Regions from separate parts of the Mus musculus genome. Here region 1 is linked to region 2. A link is a contact called in public promoter capture Hi-C data. All regions are on one chromosome and are shown on one strand. Each heading gives the region's core, a stretch centred on a gene start, on an enhancer-like site or on the middle of the called end of the contact. The rest is flanking DNA. Distances are from core to core; before and after follow the strand shown.

Region 1 (4,374 bases), core at 613-3,112, 41 kb after region 2:
AGTCCTGGACATTTGGAGCTGGTTGTTACAGAAGTTATTCTTTAGCTTCCTAGGTCATTACCAATGCTAGCAAAATGACATCTCACAGGATCTGGTTTGCTACAGGTGAGTGTATCTGGTTTTGCTCCAGGGAGGTTTATTGTAGATTTTCTAAAGAGGTTTCTAAAAGCTGTGGATTACAATTCTACTTTCCTGGTCCAGCCTTCGCCAAGTAATATTTGCTGTTTCTCAGCACACACCTCACATACAGCAATGAGAATAATAGTGTTCAAGCTGACTTGGGAAGAAATACATTGGTGTGCTGGTGCTGCTATACCTCCAGGGAGGAATCCTAAAGGCTGTTTTTAATTATACAAATGAGCTCTCTAGAAGAGTTTCCTTGTCAGTGGTTATGATAGAGCAGGTGGTCCTTCACTGAAACATAGCTATGTCATGATAAGAAGGAACAGAAATAAGCCAAATGTATGATAGTTAGTGTTTATTTTTTAAATAATGTGACCACCCCTGAGTGTTCCATATGTGACTGTTCTATTGTACATGGTATAATTTTGTGTGCAGCTATTAAATTAACAACTTTATTTAAATTGTGATCTCTTTTAATTCTAGTGCAGGCACATGGAAGAGCCCCTTCTTTGTGTGTGCTTGACAGTCATTAGGAAACATGAACTCTCATGCACACTAATGTGAACAAGAAGGAACACTCAACTCCCCAAATGTACACGTGTCTTCTGCTGCAGCAGAATATAGCATGGCATTTTTAACTGCATTCTGGGCTTGCTTCTCACCAGCTTGATTTTAATAGACTGTAGCAGAATCTTTGGGAAAGCTCCTCCACAAGTTTCACTTATGAAAATGAGCCTGTTCTCCTAACCATAGACATTAGCCAAGATTCAGAGGCTAATCATATGCACATATTTAGGTAATGCTGTAATAGGCCCATAGTCGATTTTGTGGACCCATGTGCTGAATGCAATGTGGATAACATAAAATATTGTTGGAATATGACACCATATGATTGATTCTGTTAAAACCAGTTGGTACTGCACAAAGCTACACAAGATTAACTTCACAGAAACATGCAGAATACTGGCAGCATAGGTAACCATGAGGCCCTATAAGGAAACCAAATGTTTCCTTCTATCCATTATCCTTCTAATTCTGGACAGCTTCCTGTGCTTTAGCTGGCTCATATTCCAGTAGCTCTTTAGTAACTAATAGAAACCTTCCCAGAGACTTGCCTCCATAAACCATGCTAATTGCAGTTTTCAAAACCTGACAGTGAGTTTTTCTAACAGACCCCATGGTGCTAACTAACTGTCCTAGGATAATTAATTTTGGGTGTGGTTGGAATAGCACTATTGAAGGACTCCACAAAAGAGATTACATTTTTCTACATTGGTAAGGGTTGGGACTGTGCAGTGAAAATTTCTAGCTAGCTACAGGTTTCCTAAGTAGAACTAAATCCCAGCCCTTTGGAGAAGGGGCAGTAATTTGAGAGGTATTAGAGGTTTCGATAGAGAAAATGACAGAGGAGACAAGGGAGGGGATGAAAGCTGCACCCTTCCATGCGCCACGCACATTTTCCCCAATGCATCCTTAGGATGCAATTTTGAAAATCTATCAAGTACCTGACACTTGGGTAGAAACCTTCTAGTAGGTACCCTGACTCTTGAGAAATAGCTAGTATTACCTCCATTTACCCATCTGCTCCAAGCTCCTTGTCTCCTATCAAAGCCTCCCTCCTGCCATTGCGCAGTTTTGGTGCAGAATCACCAGGTCCACTTTCGCAAACCCACGGGAGAGGCTGGGTTGGGCGGGGTCGCCTTGTCGCAGAGCCCAACTGCGCCTGCGCGGACTGCGGCAGAAGGCGGGGTGTGAGAGGCGAGCATTCTGAGACTAGCGTTCACAGTCGGCTAGAACCTTCGTTCTTGCCCACCACCTCTAATTTCTGCTCCTGCGACTTGCTCGGGCCTGGCAGCAGCAGCATTCCTGCTCTAGCGGCAGTTCCGTGCAGAGGCGCCTACATACCTCTCCCCCTCGTCTGTGAGATCGCGGGCCTGTCAGTGTCAGCTTCCACACGTCGGTCGACAGGACCATGTCGCTGGTAAGCCAGAATTCGCGCCGCCGCCGCGGTGGAAGGGCCAATGCGCGCAGAAACAACGGGAAGGGTCACCCTGCTGCTGTGCCAGGCCCAGACGTCCCTCGGGATCGCAACGATCCTAAGATCCTCCAGGGCCTCCGCGCCTCTGAGGGCCCTGGCACCTCCATGCTGCCCACCCCCCGGGAGGGCCCAAGCGCCTCTGTGCCGCCCACCGCCTCAGAGGGCTCAAGCGCCCCTAGGCAGTTCATCATTTCCCAGGGGCCGAACACCTCCGAGATGCCCACCTCCAGGAAGGGTCGGGGCGCCTCCCGGCCTCCTGCAGTTTCCGCAGGGCTGAACACCGCTATGTCAATCACCGCCTCGGAGGGCCCGAATAGCCCTGTGCCGCCCACTGCTCCTAAAGGCTCAAAGGCCTATGAGCATCTCCCTGTCTCAGAAGGGCTGGCCATCTCTGAGCAGCGTCACTCTGATGGGGGCCCTAACATGGAGCCCACCCTGGGTGAGGGCCCGGGAATCTCGGTGCCGCCCACCTTCTCTGAGGAATCGGGCATTTCTGATGAGGGCTTGAGCATCTTTATGTCGCCCAACATCTCGGAGGGACCGGGTATCAACGAGCCCTACTCCGTTAGTGAGGACCCAAGCACTTCGGTGCCGCCCACTGACTCTAATGGACTGGGCATCAACCTGCCGCCCACCTTCGGTGAGGGCCTGAGCATCTCTATGCTGTTCTCCGCTTTGGAGGAACCCGACATCTTTGCGCCGCCCCCCTCCGCTGAGGGACTGTTCGCCTCCATGTCGCCCCCCTCCGGTGAGATCCAGAGCTCCTGGGTGTCGCCCATCATAATGGAGGGATGTAACGTCAACGTGCCGCCCACCTCCAAAAAGGGACTGCGCACCTCGGTGCCATCAGCTGCTTGTGAGAGCCCGAGCACCTCAGCCGAGGGCCTGAGCTCGTCCCTGTCATCCATTTCTGCTGAGGGCTTCTGCAGCTCGCTGGCGCCATGCGCTGCGGAGGGATCCTGTGAGCTGCTTCCCTGCGGGGAGGGCCGGAGCACCTCGGAGCTGCACTGCCTGGGGGAGGGGTCGAGCACCTCGCAGATGTCCCTAGCTGCCGAGGGCCCTAGCGCTTCTGGGATGCCCACTGAAGCTAATAACCCCGAGGAAGCACTGAGCTGCTGTGCTTCTGAGCGCAGGAACAAGAGCACCTCCCGTGCTCTGCAAAAGGCCAAGGATCCATCTGTACGCCCAAAGCGTGAAGACCGCTTCCTGGATTTCCAGGTCCTGAGAGACAGTAAGAATTCCAACTCCATCACCATTATGGGCCTGGGCACCTCCCGCGTTGCTCTTACCTTGAAGCCTCAGGATCCCATGGAGCAAAACGTAGCAGAATTGTTGCAGTTTCTGCTGCTGAAGGATCAGACCAAGTACCCTATCAAGGAATCTGATATGAGGGAATTCATTGACAAAGACTATCGCCACCAGTTCCCGGAGATCCTCAGACGAGCAGCAGTCCACCTGGAGTGCATTTTTCGGTTTGAACTGAAGGAGCTCGACACTGAGGAGCACATCTACATCCTGCTCAACAAACTGGGACCAGTGCCCTTTGAAGGGTTAGAAGACGTCCCAAATGGGCCAAAGATGGGCCTCTTGATGATGATTCTGGGACACATATTACTAAATGGCAACCAAGCGAGAGAAGCTGATATCTGGGAGATGCTCTGGAGATTCGGAGTGCAGCGTGAAAGAAGGCTTTCTGTTTTTGGGAACGTGAAGAGACTTCTGTCTGTAGAGTTTGTGTGGCAGCGTTACTTGGACTATAGGCCACTAACTGACTGTGTGCCAGTCGAGTATGAGTTTTACTGGGGCCCACGATCCCGCGCAGAAACCACCAAGATGAAAATTCTGAAGTTCATGGCTAAGATCTATAACAAAGATCCTATGGACTGGCCAGCCCTGTACAACGAAGCTCTGGAAGAAGACGCTGACAGAGTTGTTGTTAATAACTTCAGAGTTGCTCGTCCATTTAGGAGGCCCCTTTTTGCAGAAGTTGCTCCAGAGCTAGATGCTTCTGGCTCAAAATATTCTCCCCATTCTTGGCCTGAGTCAAGATTAGAGAGCAAGGCAAGGAAATTGGTCCAGTTATTTCTGCTGATGGATTCAACTAAGCTGCCTATACCAAAGAAGGGAATCCTGTATTACATCGGTCGAGAGTGCACCAAAGTGTTCCCTGATCTCCTGAATCGTGCTGCTCGCACCCTAAACCACGTGTATGG
Region 2 (4,366 bases), core at 1,685-4,184:
TGCCCTCTTTACCCCATGCCCATCTGGTTTCAATTATCTCTCAGCATTTCTGGCCTCAGTATACTCAGAGTATCGGACTTTGTTCACCACTTATTTCTAGAAATTTTCGGATCCTTTGGCTTTTGTGAAACTCTCTTTATCCTTTGCTGTTATCTCAGTTACAACTCTTTTAATATTTAGTCTGTTTTCCTGCCTCTTCATAGTTGATGATGTCCTTGGCTTGTGTCTTTTTGAGCCTTTACAGTCTTACCATTTTCCTCATGCAAAGCACAATTACACAGTGCCTGCTATCAAATATATATCTCTGCTCAGGTCTCTCTCTGCCATATCGATTCTATGAGTCCAGTAAAATATTCCAACTCAGCCGGGCGTGGTGGCACACGCCTTTAATCCCAGTACTCGGGAGGCAGAGGCAGGCCAATTGTCGAGTTCAAGGCCAGCCTGGTCTACAAAGTGAGTTCCAGGACAGACAGGGCTGTACAGACAAACCCTGTCTCAAAAAAACAAAAAAACAAACAAAAAAAAGATATTCCAACTAAGCTCCTCAAATGGCACTCAGCTTTCCTCCTGTGTCTTCTAAGTCAGTAACAGCACCCTCCTCCCAGTTTTGCTGGAAAGCCTGTGGTTCACACTAGGACCCTAATTCTCCTTTATACTCCATATCAAATTGTTCTAGAGGGCATTATTCATTCTGCAACTGTCAGTGTTGTATCATCTACCCCCTTCAAGCTGGTCTGCTTCTAATTTTGTCTTCAAGTTATAACCTTCCACATCTTTTTATTGTTTGGGGAGTCCCTTGAACTCCCCTGAGCAACAACTTGAAGGGAAGTGTCCCAATATCTGACACCAGAGATTTTTGTTAAGCAGTCTGGATTGGAGGGAGCATTGTCACTACACTTGCTGTAACTTCATTACATTTTCATTTACATATATTAATTATATTACATATTTATTTTAAGCAAACCTAAAATAATGTTTCTGTAATGGCTGTGGCTTTTTCAATGACTTTTAGTTCTCTTTATCCCCCTTCCCTCCCTTTTCATCTGGATTGCCCTCCCTCCTGCTAGATAAAGCCTCTTCAGTTTTCTAATTGCCCAATTCGTTCTCTTCACCTTGCTTTATAGCTCATTTTACCCCTTCCCCATTCTCTCCTTTAACCTTCATGGTTTCTGTGTTAACTTCAGGTTCTACACTCACCTCTTAAGATTCAGATCTAGAATCCACAAATCAGAGAGAGAAAGCATTTAGGTTGTTTCCAATTTCCAACTGTTATGAACAGAGCAGTGATGAATGTGGCTGAGCAAGTATCTGTAAAACAGGACACTGTGCCCTTTGGATAGATGTCAAGGAATAGTATAGTTTTAGTTATACAATTTGGTAAGATTTCAGCACTACAATAATAATAATAATAAAAAACTACAGTAACGGCACCAAAACAGACTAGGAAATCAACAGAACAAAATAGAAGTCCAAACATGAATGCATGTAGTTTTACAGCATTCTGAATGCATTACCCTGAACTAGAATCAACTTGAAATGGATCAAATAGATCAATGTGAAACCTGTAAAGCTGGAACTGCTATAAGAATAGATGGGTGAAGCCCTACAACATATAGGTGTAGCAAGAGACTTTTGAGCGGGACTCCATTCAATTATGAATTAAGGCAAACAATTAACAAAGAAGACCTCATAAAACTAAAATACTTGTGTACAGAAAATGGAACAATAAGCTAATAGAGAGGAAGCCCATAGTGGGAGAGAATATTTGGCAGCTACTCATCTGATAAACTATCCAGAATATAGGAAGGAAAAAAAAAAAAAAAAAAAAAGGATTCCAGAAAGCCAAGGATCCAGTTTAAAATGGCTGGAGGGAGGGGGCAGCTCCAGATCTGAATAGAGAATTCTCAGAAAAACAAAACAAAACAAACAAAAAAACAAACAAACAAAAAACCCCAAAAAACAAAAACAAAAAAACGCAAAAAACAAAAACAAACCAAAAAAGAGATGAAAAATTGGCTAAGGATTATCGTTAAAACTTTAGCATCTATAGCAATTAGGGAAATGCCAATTAAAACAACTCTGAGGTTCATGTTACCCCAATTTAGAAAGATTAAGGTCAAGAAAACAACTGATAAGAAATTTTGGTGAGGATGTGGGAATGGGAATTCTTGTTCACTTTTGGTGAGATTCCAAACTCGAACAGCTTCTGTGGAAATGAGAGTGGAGAAGTCTCAAACAAACAAATGCCAATCCAAAACAAAAACAAAAACCCCTTGACTTGTGGTTTTTTTTTTTTTTTTTTTTTAATTCTCATCTCATTAAAATTCACCGTACAAAGCTCTTGACTGCAATCTGTTCCAGCTAGATTGTTCTTTGCAAGATATTCTAATGCCTTTTCACTAATACCTCTGCCCATGCACGTTCCCTCTGTCTTGAGTCTTTCTGACCTGCTTGGTTAAGCACCCATCATGACTCAGCTCAGGTATGCTCCCACAGTGTATAATGAAGCACACCTCGTTGTTACCTCACTCTGCTAGTTCTTCCAAAACAGGTAGCAAATTCTTCTTCTTCATCCCAGAATTCCACCGTCCTGCTTCTAGAACCTTGCTTGTAAGTGGTTAAGGCGGGCGTATGTGTGTGTGTGTGTGTTTGCGCGCGCGTGAACTGGAAACACGGCACACAAGGGATTTAATAACAGCATCGTTTAAAAATGTTTTTTTTTTCATATAACTTATTTTCCCCATTGATTTATTGAATATTCTATCACCTAGGCTAGAGGAACAGTGTTGCTAGGTAACAACACGCGTTCGCTGGCGCCTGCGTGGCCCGGATAAGGCGGAGCCACCGCTTCCTCTGCAGAGGGAGGGCGCACGCAGGCGCAGACGGAGAAACTGGTCTCTGTTTCCGCCCTATTGCTTTCAGTTAACTGTGAAAGCAGCGCGCGCAACAGGTCACTTCCGGGACGAGAAAGCCGCACTTACCTAGCGGCGACATGGATGCTGCCGGCGAAAGCGAAGAGCCGGTGAGATACTACTCTGGAGTTGGTTAAATACCTAAGTGGAGATGGGGTGGTGAGCGGCCCAAGGAGTCAAAGAATCGCTCATTCAGCTCCGCTTTTTTTTTTCTCCTCAGGTCTCTGGGGAAGCGTTGTCCATCGCCCATGCGCTCTCTCACCCTCCGGAGTCATATGGCAACGACGTGAGTATGACTCACCTCAACTTCCCGCCCACCCAGCTTTAAATTATAAGCTCCTTTACTGTTTGATATCTTCAGACTTTCCCACCTCAGCCGAAAATAGTACCTTCAAGTCAGTGTAATTGTAGTACTTTAGACCACGTGAAAGTGAGTCGCTAACTTTCTATGATTTAGAAACCACCTGGGAAGCCACAGCACCAGAGGCACAACCAGATTACAGCCCACAGCAGATCAAGTCATAATGTCTGGGGGAAGAAGAGCTAAAACATAGTAGTTTTTAGAGAACCTTTAAAATGAATGATTGCACTGCGCGGTAAAGTGGCACCGGTTTGTGGTGTGTGTCATTTGGACCTCTGTACAAATGTCGGGAGATAAGGGAAGAAAAAGACGACAGAGATAGCAGTCAGGATGTAATGTGTACTAGATGAGTGGTTCAAGCAATAGGATGGAAAGGGCTTAGCAGGAGAGATTTTTAAGGATGGAGGCAGTAGATTACATCTGGGAAATGTCACTGGAACTGGATCCTCAAAGTATAAGTGGACAGAAAATATAGATTCAAAGGTAGGAAAATGTCTTGGTCTAAGGTGGGAGGTGCATGTGTAGATGGATTTTTCTGGCATCATGAAGGGGACAGCAGGCAGGATGAAAAAGGAAAGTCCAGTGGGTACTTGTTCAGATATGCTTATATATAATTTAGCTACATCATTTGTTCTGGAGTTTTACAGAATGGAAAATTGGCTATCTGATAAAGACAAATGATGACTATAGCATTGCTACACTCAGGAAAGTGAAAAATAGTTTCACATGTATTTTTGTCCTCCCAACAACTCTGATGTATGTAAGTGGGTATATTAATGTAAGTTACGTTTAATTTTTTATATAATACAATATATATTACATATGTAATGATAAATTGTATTTTTATTTCATTTAGTATAATAGTTATCACTTGATGCTGGAGAAAAAGATGTCCAGTAGTTCATTGGGTTTTTTTTTGTTTGTTTTTGGTTTATTCAAGACAGGGTTTCTCCGTGTAGCCCTGGCTCTCCTGGAACTCACTCTGTAGATCAGGCTGGCCTCGAACTCAGAAATCTGCCTGCCTCTGCCTCCCAAGTGCTGGGATTAAAGGTGTGCGCCACCACTGCCCAGCAGTTCATTGTTTTTGTTATTC

Evidence for each region. Promoter capture Hi-C pulls out the DNA fragments that hold promoters and counts their contacts.
Region 1: a contact with region 2 is called in a promoter capture Hi-C map of erythroid cells, with 24 times the contacts expected there. The contact joins the promoter of Magee1 here to the promoter of Pbdc1 in region 2. A contact is called at or near these places in 11 of 39 promoter capture datasets (the 3T3-L1 cell line, cranial neural crest, embryonic stem cells and 7 more), 5 of 484 Hi-C or Micro-C datasets (cerebral cortex, embryonic stem cells, forebrain and 2 more), 7 of 115 datasets of contacts at active chromatin or transcription factors (CD8 T cells, effector CD8 T cells, embryonic stem cells and 2 more) and 4 of 9 other capture datasets (adipose tissue, embryonic tail, liver and 1 more).

What each region holds. Positions count from the first base shown.
Region 1 is chrX:105,118,516-105,122,889 of GRCm38.p6, forward strand. It overlaps Magee1 (melanoma antigen, family E, 1), which reads left to right and starts at 1,863. Exons shown (of 1, transcript NM_053201.4): 1 at 1,863-4,374. The coding sequence starts at 2,096.
Region 2 is chrX:105,076,822-105,081,187 of GRCm38.p6, forward strand. It overlaps Pbdc1 (polysaccharide biosynthesis domain containing 1), which reads left to right and starts at 2,935. Exons shown (of 6, transcript NM_026312.5): 1 at 2,935-3,022; 2 at 3,133-3,198. The coding sequence starts at 2,993.